2 separate regions of the Triticum aestivum genome follow, and region 2 is linked to region 1. Evidence: chromatin contacts called from public Hi-C data. All regions are on one chromosome and are shown on one strand. Each heading gives the region's core, a stretch centred on a gene start, on an enhancer-like site or on the middle of the called end of the contact. The rest is flanking DNA. Distances are from core to core; before and after follow the strand shown. Region 1 holds the start of LOC123121281 (probable serine/threonine protein phosphatase 2A regulatory subunit B''delta). Region 2 holds the start of LOC123121297 (vacuolar protein sorting-associated protein 2 homolog 3).

Region 1 (5,411 bases), core at 1,364-3,863:
CTCCAAATTTGATTGCTCCAATATGACTATTAAAGCAACTATTTAATTAAAGGGAATCCATATTGATCTCATCACTATAATTACAAAATGAGGATCCAATCAAGTTATTTAATGTAGAGGCAGAGCACCTACCAAAAAAGTATTGTGTCAAGTGAACAAGTGAAAACGTCTAGATTAACCGACCAGGTCATAAGAATGAAAAAGGGTAAATTATAGAAATGTAGACACTTGAAGAACCTGGAATTAGCATTGTTTTCCCATGTGTTTCTCCATTTTCAGCTTCCCGTGATGCACACAGAAAAAGAAAAACCTCCACAGAATCTGAATACCAGGATCCAGTCTTTACATACAAATCAATCATCTAATGAGCAATCCATGTAACTTATTTTGACCAATCACAAGATTCTGTTGTTGTGTTTACATGATGCCCCAACCCTTTGTCAGCCTCTGCACGGACTTCTAACTAGATTGGTTTCAACTATTCACATAAATCTCAACAAATGGTCATGACCATGTCTCACTCGCAGCCCAACAACAATGCAACATGAAATATACTAGTGGTTCGGGCCCGCCATTGGGGGCCGCTTGAGAGGAAGCTGAGCGCGTATTTCTCCTTCTTAAAGAAAAAAAACGAAAATTCTCACCTTCATCTCAAAACTAAAAAAAATTCACATCATGTGAACATCACATCCATCTCGAAAAGAAAAAAGGCTAAGAAACTTTTCTCGAATGGGAAAAGGAAAAATGCCACACTTCCATGTTTCAAAAAAATCTCCAAAAACATAAAAAATTTCTCACCGCAGCCAACCAGCATGCACCATGTGGCATAGGTGGCTAGTCGCCCTTTTCATTCGGCCTTAATGGGTTTAATTCCACGAGTAGGATAATTCGACACTCCTTGCACAAACCATGAGACACATTTAATGATCCTTATGCTCATATCGGTGTTGCCTTATTAGTTAGCATCCAATGCACGAATTTAGTGGATCCGCTAGTTCGCCGATGCAATTCGGTTTGGCTATCGAGAAGATGATACAGAAACAAAGTCTCAAAAGCCAATCCATCAAATTTCTAAAGTCTGCAAAACCGGTAAAAGTACGAAAATATCAATATTTGTTAGTATTTTTTTGTGGGTCAATATTTTTTAATCTAACTACAAAGTAGAAACATAGTTATGAAGTTCATAAAAATAGCCAATTATACAACTAAAAAAGGTAAAGATACCTCTCACAAAAAGGAAAGGTAAAGCTAGCAACAATAAGCTATCATTACTTCCCAATTCTAATAAATAAATTCGCAAACAATACTACTAAAATAATACATTACAACTGGCAACCCGTGTGGACTTTTGATTAGTGAAATATGTAAGATACCATGTCAGCTACACGAATTCACATGAGTTGCAACAGGTTGTCAATCACAAATATATATAAACTAAAAATATTGCGGCCCATATGGGCTCAAATAGTAAACGGAGAACATAATCTAAAGTCAGACAAGCACTTGAACATCGCCTTTGTCCTGTTGTCAGGGCGAACGACCCGCAACTACTGATGACTCGCATCAGGACGCACAACGCCCCCTAATCTTGTTGTAGCCTACAACATGCCTGAAAGATTGATCTGCCGGAGATTCGTCAGAAGTGCAGATGACAACAACAGGGTGATGTCCTGCACAGCGAAGACCACGATGAGAGGAAGCAAGTTAGTGGAGAGCATGACAAGGCAGATATCCCTTTCGTCAAGTGAACCATAGTCTCAATAAATCCCCTCACAAATTTAATATGCTGGCATCGACCCTCCTCACCGCCAGGCTGACCACGTGGGCTGTTGTCGATGACCATCTAAATCGTGGCATCCATCCTTCTCCCACATGCTGATTTTTTGATTGGACATATGGTATGATAGTTGTTATATGGCAGCACACACCTTTATAGGCGTCGTCGCGAGATAGGCCGCCAGAGGAAGCCGACGAGAAGGCTACGCGCGTTGGCGTGGAGAGGCGGCGTGGCCGAGCGAAGCGGCACGTTGAGGCCCCACGGGAGAATGAGAGGAGGTGCGGTACGGTCCGACGGAAGATATGGAAGGAGGTCTCATAATAAGTAGAGCAAGGCGACACTTTCCCCGCTCTCCTATCCTGGTGGTGTCTCTACGTGATGGTCGATCAGATTAAATTAGATTGTGTCTCACTTCTCTCGGGAGCGTCTTAATCTCCTGTTATAATTTTGAAGATACTTTCAACCAAATATCATTCGAATGAATCTACATATTTTAAATAGATCTTGATATATAACAAAGACAACAATGTACTCCCTCCGTTTTAAAATAGATGATTCAACTTTGTATTAATTTTAGTATAAAGTTGGGTCATTTATTTTGGAACGGAGGGAGTAATATTCATATCGCTTTCATTTGCGAGCAGATCATCAATTCTTATCATTACGGGAAAGAAAATAGAACCGAAAAACACAAAACCGCTTCCACGCACGGGTTTGGCTGCATTCTGAGCCACATCAGCTCCATTTAGCCACACGGAGCGAAAGTGCCATCGGAAAGACGATTTCATTTTGCCCTCCGCTGTTATATCGACGCCCACCATTAGCTAGCAGCCTAGCACCACCATCTTCCGCTCCCCCCCCCCCCCCCCCCCCCATCTCCTCCACCTGCTGTCGCTCGCTTCTCCCGGCCTAGGGTTTCGCCCCCACCCGTCCCCGGCTCTCGCCTCAGATCTCGACGCCGGCGACCCCCGATCCTCCTTAGTCGTCCGCCGCCGACCCCGCCGAGTTCCGATTCGTCACTCACCTCACGCCACACCACCGCGTCCTCCAGCCTCTGGACGCGCTCGCGGGGGACAGATCTAGGGTTTGGGGCCTTGCTTGGTGCATGAGAAGGGCACCAGGGTCTTGACGGCATGGAGGTGGAAGCGGCGAGGAGGGATGCGTCGGCGCTTGACCCGGAGCTGCTGCAGCTGCCAGAGCTCGCGCCGGGCGCGCTCCGGGAGAACTCAAGCATAGCCGAGGCACTCTACTTGCAGTGGCTCGTGCTGCCTGAGTCGTCCAAGCTGGTAACCTCTCACCCGTCCTCTTGCCCTCGCGTGCTCCTTTGGATTTGCTCCTATATTGGCGCGGTTCGTCCGTTGATTTTGCGTGGCTAGCGTGATCTCCTGTTGGAACTCTTGGAAAAATGTTGTTAGAATGCTCTGCCTTGGTGGCGCCTTGTGCTGTAGTGCCTCTATGAGTTTAGATTGTTATGTTCGTATCAGGATTGCTAGCTTAAGCCGAGGATACAAAGCGACGGGGTGTGGTACATCAAAGGCTAAGGTCCTGCGGGAGTTTGTGATTGTAGTAATTTTTGCGGAAATGTGTACTTGGCCTGTTTCTTCGGGTGCTTACTTTCTGCTCCTCAGTTGCCGTGAATGAATATGTACCATCTGTACTAATTTGGTTTTTTGAACTGATGTGCTTACTTGTGGTTTTTGAGATGAGCCCTCACCGTATGCATCAGCTTTATCATTATATTGAAGATAAAGAAATGTTGGTATGATAGTCAACGTTGCATGTGATTAGAGGAATGATGGATTTCAGGAGATGTGGACTCCGACGCTGTACCGAGATCTAGTGCTATCAAAGATCTGTTTTATGCTACAGCAATTTGTGTTATACTTTGAACCCATGCTTACTTAAAATGATAGTTCACTCTTCTGAGGACATTTTCGCAGTGGTACACTGTGCTAGAGATCTGGCTTGAATTGTCTGCTTTTGTCTCTTTGGGTTACTTTAGATTGTTTTGTTTGGATGATGGTATTCCTTTTGCCAAGCAATTAAAAAAAAGGGCAACCTGGTGCATGTAGCTCCCGCTTGCGCAGGGTCCAGGGAAGGGTCCGACCACTTTGGGTCTATAGTACGCAGCCTTTCCCTACGTTTCTGTAAGAGGCTGTTTCCAGGACTTGAACCCATGACCTCATGGTCACAAGGCAGCAGCTTTACCACTGCGCCAAGGCTCCCCTTCTTAAAGGGCAACCCGGTGCATGTAGCTCCCGCTTGCGCAGGGTCAGGGAAGGGTCCGACCACTTTGGGTCTATAGTACGCAGCCTTTCCCTACATTTCTGTAAGAGGCTGTTTCCAGGACTTGAACCCGTGACCTCATGGTCACAAGGCAGCAGCTTTACCACTGCGCCAAGGCTCCCCTTCTGCCATGCAATTACTATGTAAATTTTTAATGGAGGGGCTCTTCTGCCATTTACTTGGACTTTTGAGATTTGTATGCAATGATACAGGTATGCATCAGTGTTCTTGATAGTAAAAGGTGCTAACTGTTCTCCTTAGTGCACTCATGGAATTTGAAGTTGCTATTTCCTGGTTGCAATCTGTTTGAGTATTGCTCTGGTGATAGGTGATAGTCAATGGCTTCATGTGAGAAGGTCGAATTGTTGCTCCGTGTGCATATTTTGTTGAGCTCTTTTTGGCTGCTAATTTGATGCATACCTGTGCAGAACAGTAGATAAAATGCAACATAAACTATATAGCTTTTGTTGACAGGATACCTACTTTGCAGGCCAAACTTGTGTATCCAATATTGCGTAGTAAACGCATGAAACCTTAGAGAAAAAAGAAGTCATGTTGACAATATCATATATGGTGTTACCTGTAGTGTTGTCACGGTCTCAAGGATTTACCACTATAGTCTCTCCCAAATGATGCTAACATTTCGTTGTTTTGTCTGCTTTGTTATGTTGAATGTTGTCTTGAATGTTACATAGTGTTATGGGTGGACATATCGTAGTAGTCAATGACATGTTACCTTCTTCTGCGGGAGACATGATGTTATCAAATAGGCCAGCAGATGACATGCCTGCTTGCCTCGGCTGGCAGCAGTCCAGGAGACAGAGGGACTCCACTTCCCCTTGCTGTCGGCCTTTTGTAGTTCGCAACCACCGTGCATTGTCACCTCCCTGCTCAGCGCTATCGCTTTGCAAACACACCTATCACACTGGGCTTTCTTAGCTTTTTCATCTCGCTGATTTTCTCTGCTGCTTGTTGTGCATCTCACTTGTTAGCCGGATGCCCTCTGCCTTGCTGCTTTGGTGCCCATTGCTTCTGCTAGAGAAGGTGTCTGCCTGTTGGTAATTGAGCATGGGAGTAGGGAGTGGATGCTTTGATGTTCTGTTGTCTTCAGGCGATGTTTTGGACCAAGTGGCTAGTGGGACATGTATTCTCCATTTTTGCCTTGTTATATACTCCCTCCGTCCCAAATTACTTGTCGCTGAAATGGATGTATCTATAACTAAAATACATCTAGATACATCCATACGTGCGACAAGTAATTCGGAACGGAGGGAGTATGTTCTATATGCGATGATTAGGCTAAGCTAAGATATTGTCTAGTGTCACCGACGCGGGGTTCCTTGCTCCC
Region 2 (5,572 bases), core at 1,456-3,955, 630 kb before region 1:
AAGCTTTTTGGGACGGAGGGAGTAGTAGCCTGGATTCCTTAACAAGGTATGAAGGGTCCAAGGGGGGTATAAAAATGAAGAAAATAAACGATTACAGATCCAGGATCCTGCATACCTCTCATCAGCCTGAACCTTCTTTCCAGCAATTCTTCCTTTGGGAGCCGAGGACAACTGCAAAACAATATCAGGAAGAGAGAAATTTAGAACAAGAGTTAGAATCATAGTAATGAAAAAGGGGTTGCACTGGTAGCTTCAAATACCTGTGAGGCAACGTCAACACCAATCTCGTCGAGCACCTAAAAGAGACATTGAAAAGAATGAATAATCGAAGAAACATGCTAGGTAGAGTCTTTCAAAGAGATGCTACCAATTTGGATTGAGGTTGGACACTGGAAATAACCTGGTTAGCAAGCTCTTCAGTTTCGTCCTCAGCCTGGTCATCGTCTAAGACATTGTCGATTGAGTCTGACATCATCTCGTTCTGCACAAATAACAAGGATAGTCAGTGCATACAGGTGCATACACTTTGTCATAATCTAATACACAGGAACCCATCACATGCTTGTGAGCTTCCCAGGAAAACAATGTAAAATCTTGTCAAATTGAAAGCAATCATTCTATGAAAGTAGGACGGCCATAAGTTGCATACCGTCATATCCATTTGTGCTGACTGCTTTTGGAATTCTTGCATTACTTTCATTTGCTTGGCGGGATCCATTTGCTGCAACAAAAGTAAAACAAAATTTATAGTAGAACATGTGTTCCAATTCTTACAAAATTGTGCTCTACAGCCCAGAACAAAGACATACAGAAAGTTACTACTGCAAGATATTTAAGTTCAAAGATACTGTGTTAGTATACACTTGGTTTTTAAATTTTAAACACCTGGAATGTATCATGCCAATAAGTTAGGTAGGCTATTACCTTGTTCATAGCTCCCATCGCTTTACTCGCACTTTGCATGCCAGCAGACACTGAAGTGTTGGCCTGCATCGCCTAAGGACAGAGTACGGCAACAAAATAAGAAAATTAACTCACCACCATGTGTGGAAGAAAGAAAAAACAAGGAAAATATTCACCTGTGTGTGTGTCGCGATGCCACGAATCTGAGCTCGGCTACCTTGTAAAGTAGATATTTTCTGTCTTAACCTGATCAGTTGACGGGCCAGAATTTTAGTTGCGGCCTGCCAAATAGAAGGGAATCAGGAGAACCATACTGCATGATTTAGAACAAAATTAGTGCGTCAAACTGAAATATAAGAAATAAAACCTCATTGCCAGTTTTTGCAGTCCTTTTGATTTCAGCAACTAGTCTCTTTTCCTAATTGGAACAAAAAACAAGGTGAAGCTGTGGTTACTGCTTGTTCAACTGGTAGAAATAAAATAGAGAAACACAGCAAGAAAATATGTGTGCGTCATATGGAGTGTGAAATATGTGAAGAACTACGTGGAGCAGGCTTTAACAACTTGTCAAATGACTGAACGTATAAAGTCATTCCATTGGCAGGTATCTTGAGCATTTTTTTTTCTCATTAACCACAAAAGACAGGGTATGTGATTAAACATACAGACCTCTTGTTGTAATGTCCCGATGTCCCTCTCAATACCTACAGATGACACATCTCAGGAATTAGATCATCTCGAAGCCTGCATAGTTGAACTATTGGGAGAATGGCTAGCATGCTTTTCTATAAAATGCCATAGTTGACATTAACCGAAATTCTCAACATGTGGTTTCTAGGACAGGATGCAGAATAGTATTTCCCTCCATGTTTCATAATCCAGTCAAACCTCAACTCCTTGAGTTTCAACAACTTTTTTAGCAAACATGCAAAAGCTTGGAGCGTATGTGTATTATGATACTGTAGAATGTAAGGAATCACAGATGGTATGTCAAACCGTGCTATACATCAGCCCAGGGCTGTGAGTACATAATATTCAATTTCAATCAAATTTCGAGCATTTGGGTAGCTGTGGCCATAAAATTAGTACCATTCAATTTACACAAAATAACAGGGATTGAACCTTAAATCAGAAGATAACCTAGATGGAAACTACAATTGCCTCGAACCGTTGATCAGAAACAATCGAATATAATGAAGCAGCCTTCGATTCAACTTGCATTAATTAGGTTCAAACTACAGCTAGCACATGTAACTTGGTATACTCTGACCTAATAACTAACTAGCATTTAAAAATGGCAATCCACTTGAGCGCCAAGTGTGCCGGAGTACAAACTACTCACCTCTTGTCGCGTTCGTCAGCTCCCGCTTGCTGTTCCTGATCGCCTCTGCACAGCAGAAACCGCAATCAGGGATTCAGAGCTCAGGGCAGAACGATTGAGCTAGACACAGGCGTACGAAACCCTAGGATCATCCCCGAAAGCAATCTGATCGATCAGAACTCGAGCTACGCAACGCCGGCGCGCGAAGCGCAAATTGGGAAAGGATCGCGTGAACCGAGGGCAAATTCGGTGAAATTTTGAACGGTGAGGAAGGGGAGGGGGTGAGTCGTACCTCGCGGCGTTGGCTTCTTCGCGAAGGGATTCATCGCTTCCTCGGTGCGCTCGCCGCCGGGAGGAATCGAGGAGGGGCGGTGGGGCGTGGGAGAAGAAGGCCGGCTAACGCGTACGTGGGGGGATGGATTGTTTGTTCGGGTTCTTCCTGGTAGTTGCGCGGAAGGGCTACCTCGACTGACCGACTGGTCCTTTTTTTTTTTCCTTTTTTATTTAAAAGAAAGGCAGAGCAGTTTCTGCCTTGTGCATTTCAAAACAGGTATAAAACCTGAGTGACCGAGGTCAACTACATGAAGGCAATGTTAGGACATGCATAATGATCCTATCTTAGCAATGCCACGTAGGATAAATGATGAGATGGATGAGAGAGAAATCTTAAGAAAAGGCTTGTCTTCTTCTATTTAAGAGAAGACAAGAGATGATCTCTTAACACAATATATCTCATCACGTTTTTAGGAATAGTTAATTATTAAAGATAAGGCTAAAAAATGACCCATTGTAGACATGTCATCTTGTCATCTCTACATGCAAAACTTAAGATAAAACTATCTTATCAACCATTGTACATGACCTTAGCACTGCATGGAAAGTGCGCCATTACCAAAGCCGTGCTAAGCTAGAAACAGAGGAGTAGAAGGAGTACATGTAAAGATACATGAGAGCCTATCTAAAGCTCTCCCACCGGTGAAGCATGACCTGCTGGTCTGCATTTTTCTTGAGTCAATTACAGCGGTGGTGCTAGAACTTGGCGCAAACGATCACTTTAGTGCTACAAGTTGTGGCATACATTAAAATGGTGTAAAAACTTGGCTTCGACGTGCAAATACAGTGCTTATCTCGCTTGTATACAGAATCAATGCTGACTAGGCGCGTGGAGCCCGCTGCCGCTGGATCGGGAGAAGGGGTGGGTGACTTTTTTTTTCTTTTCAGAAACACCCTCAAAATATATTTTTTAGAAAAATAAAACTATTGACGTGGGATTTTTTTTAATCTCTAAGATCAGTCGGGAGAGAGTGAAAATCACAGGCAGGAGCATGACCTGCTGGTCTGCATTTTTCTTGAGTCAATTACAACGGTGGTGCTAGAACTTGGCGCAAACGATCACTTTAGTGCTACAAGTTGTGGCATACATTAAAATGGTGTAAAAACTTGGCTTCGACGTGCAAATACAGTGCTTATCTCGCTTGTATACAGAATCAATGCTGACTAGGCGCGTGGAGCCCGCTGCCGCTGGATCGGGAGAAGGGGTGGGTGACTTTTTTTTTCTTTTCAGAAACACCCTCAAAATATATTTTTTAGAAAAATAAAACTATTGACGTGGGATTTTTTTTAATCTCTAAGATCAGTCGGGAGAGAGTGAAAATCACAGGCAGGAGAGTGTGAAAATTAAACTAAAAGTTGGGCTGCACACAATCGAACCAACGATCAGCAAATAGCGTGCAAGCCGGCTAGCCAATGAACCCACCTCGCTACCATGTTCGCTTTGGATAAGGACGTTATCTGTACTTAAGCAGTACGCATGTGGAACTTATATGGGCGGCCCATACTGCGGCAATTCTCACCGGTTGTTTTTAATTTATTTTTCTAAAATGTAAGTAATAAAATTTACGTTCAAATATTTGTATGTTATAAATATTAGACATACAAACAATGATTATTAACTAAAAAACTAAATATACATCCGTGCATTATACAAAAAATATTTAGTTAATATCGTCAATAAAAATTATCACACACTCGCGGCTTATATTTAAATTATTAAAAATTAATATTAATATCAACAGTTTCAATTTTAAATTCTAAATAACTTTAATTAAACAAACATTTAAGTATACAAACGTGCAAATGATTGAAATGTTTGTATAACTAAAATAATTTTTTGAAATTTAGTTCTAACAATATTTGTTATTATTTTAAATCATAGAATCTTTTTGTAGCTAGATATATGATTATTTTCTATACACTAAGTGAACAGTTTTTTTTAAAAAAAATTCATTCATATGTGCAATATTTTTGCACATAAATATTCAAACTTTTATGTTAGTTCTGAGATTATAATTTACGTACTTTTTACAAATAAAATAGAAAAAACCGAACTAGTGTAAAATGGGCCGCAGTATCTGCAGCCCGTTTAAATTCCACATGCTTCGAAGTTAAATACATATAATTGTTTCTCAAAAAAAGTTAAATACATATAAGTTTGTTATCCATTGTGTACACGGGAACGTGAATGTGAGAGTGGATTAGCCAGCTTGCTTCTTACGTCTCGGTTGTGTGTTTGAGACAGGGACCGTATGTTTTGTTTAATTTTCACTCTCACCTGACAGGTGGGACTCACTGTTCATAGAGGTGAAAAAATGGCACCTCTCCCACACCAACAGGTTTTTTTTTGAAAAAATATATTATTTTTTGAGGGTGTTTCTGAAAAAAAACAAGTCACACACCCTCTTCTCCTGGTTCATTGGATCAGGCCTCACACTCCTAGTCAGCGCCGGTTCCGTATGCAAAATGAGATAAACACCATATTTGCACGTTAAAGCCAAGTTTTTGCACCACTTTAATGTATGCCACAACTTCTAGCATCAAAGTGATCGTCTGCACCAAGTTTTAGCATCATCGGTGTAATTGACTCATTTTTCTTTGCCCGATTACGCATAGATGAATCGTCTTTGAGACCTCACTGAGTATTAGAGCATCGGGACATTGTTTGTTATGAAAAACTCAAACATTTTTGGCGCTCCATAATATAACTGCGCACGCAACAAAAAGCACATGTCATAGCTTGTCAATTTTGCACGAAATCAAAGAGGCTATTTGCCTTCACAGTCAGGTCTAGTACCCTGATTTTCTACCAAAGGACATCCGCAGCCTTGCATCTCAGCACCAAGTGGGTAATGGATTCAGTGGCAGGACAAACGTCTGTCATGTGATGCAATAGATTTCCACTTATTTTTAATCATGTTATCTCGAGTATTCAACCTTCCATGGAAGGCTAGCCAGAGAAAAACTCGGTGGCGCATGAGAATAATGTTGTCTCATATGAAAGCAACATGTGGC

The links. Hi-C and Micro-C count contacts between places; a contact is called where the count stands out from the background.
Region 2: a Hi-C map of leaf shows a contact between it and region 1, with 2.7 times the contacts expected there. The contact joins the promoter of LOC123121297 here to the promoter of LOC123121281 in region 1. A contact is called at or near these places in 2 of 5 Hi-C or Micro-C datasets (both in leaf).

What each region holds. Positions count from the first base shown.
Region 1 is chr1B:310,855,320-310,860,730 of IWGSC CS RefSeq v2.1, reverse strand. It overlaps LOC123121281 (probable serine/threonine protein phosphatase 2A regulatory subunit B''delta), which reads left to right and starts at 2,613. Exons shown (of 14, transcript XM_044541196.1): 1 at 2,613-2,667; 2 at 2,727-3,063. The coding sequence starts at 2,911.
Region 2 is chr1B:311,485,728-311,491,299 of IWGSC CS RefSeq v2.1, reverse strand. It overlaps LOC123121297 (vacuolar protein sorting-associated protein 2 homolog 3), which reads right to left and starts at 2,705. Exons shown (of 11, transcript XM_044541207.1): 1 at 2,517-2,705; 2 at 2,246-2,290; 3 at 1,573-1,607; 4 at 1,271-1,321; 5 at 1,080-1,184; 6 at 925-996; 7 at 650-721; 8 at 401-481; 9 at 261-296; 10 at 116-171. The coding sequence starts at 2,550.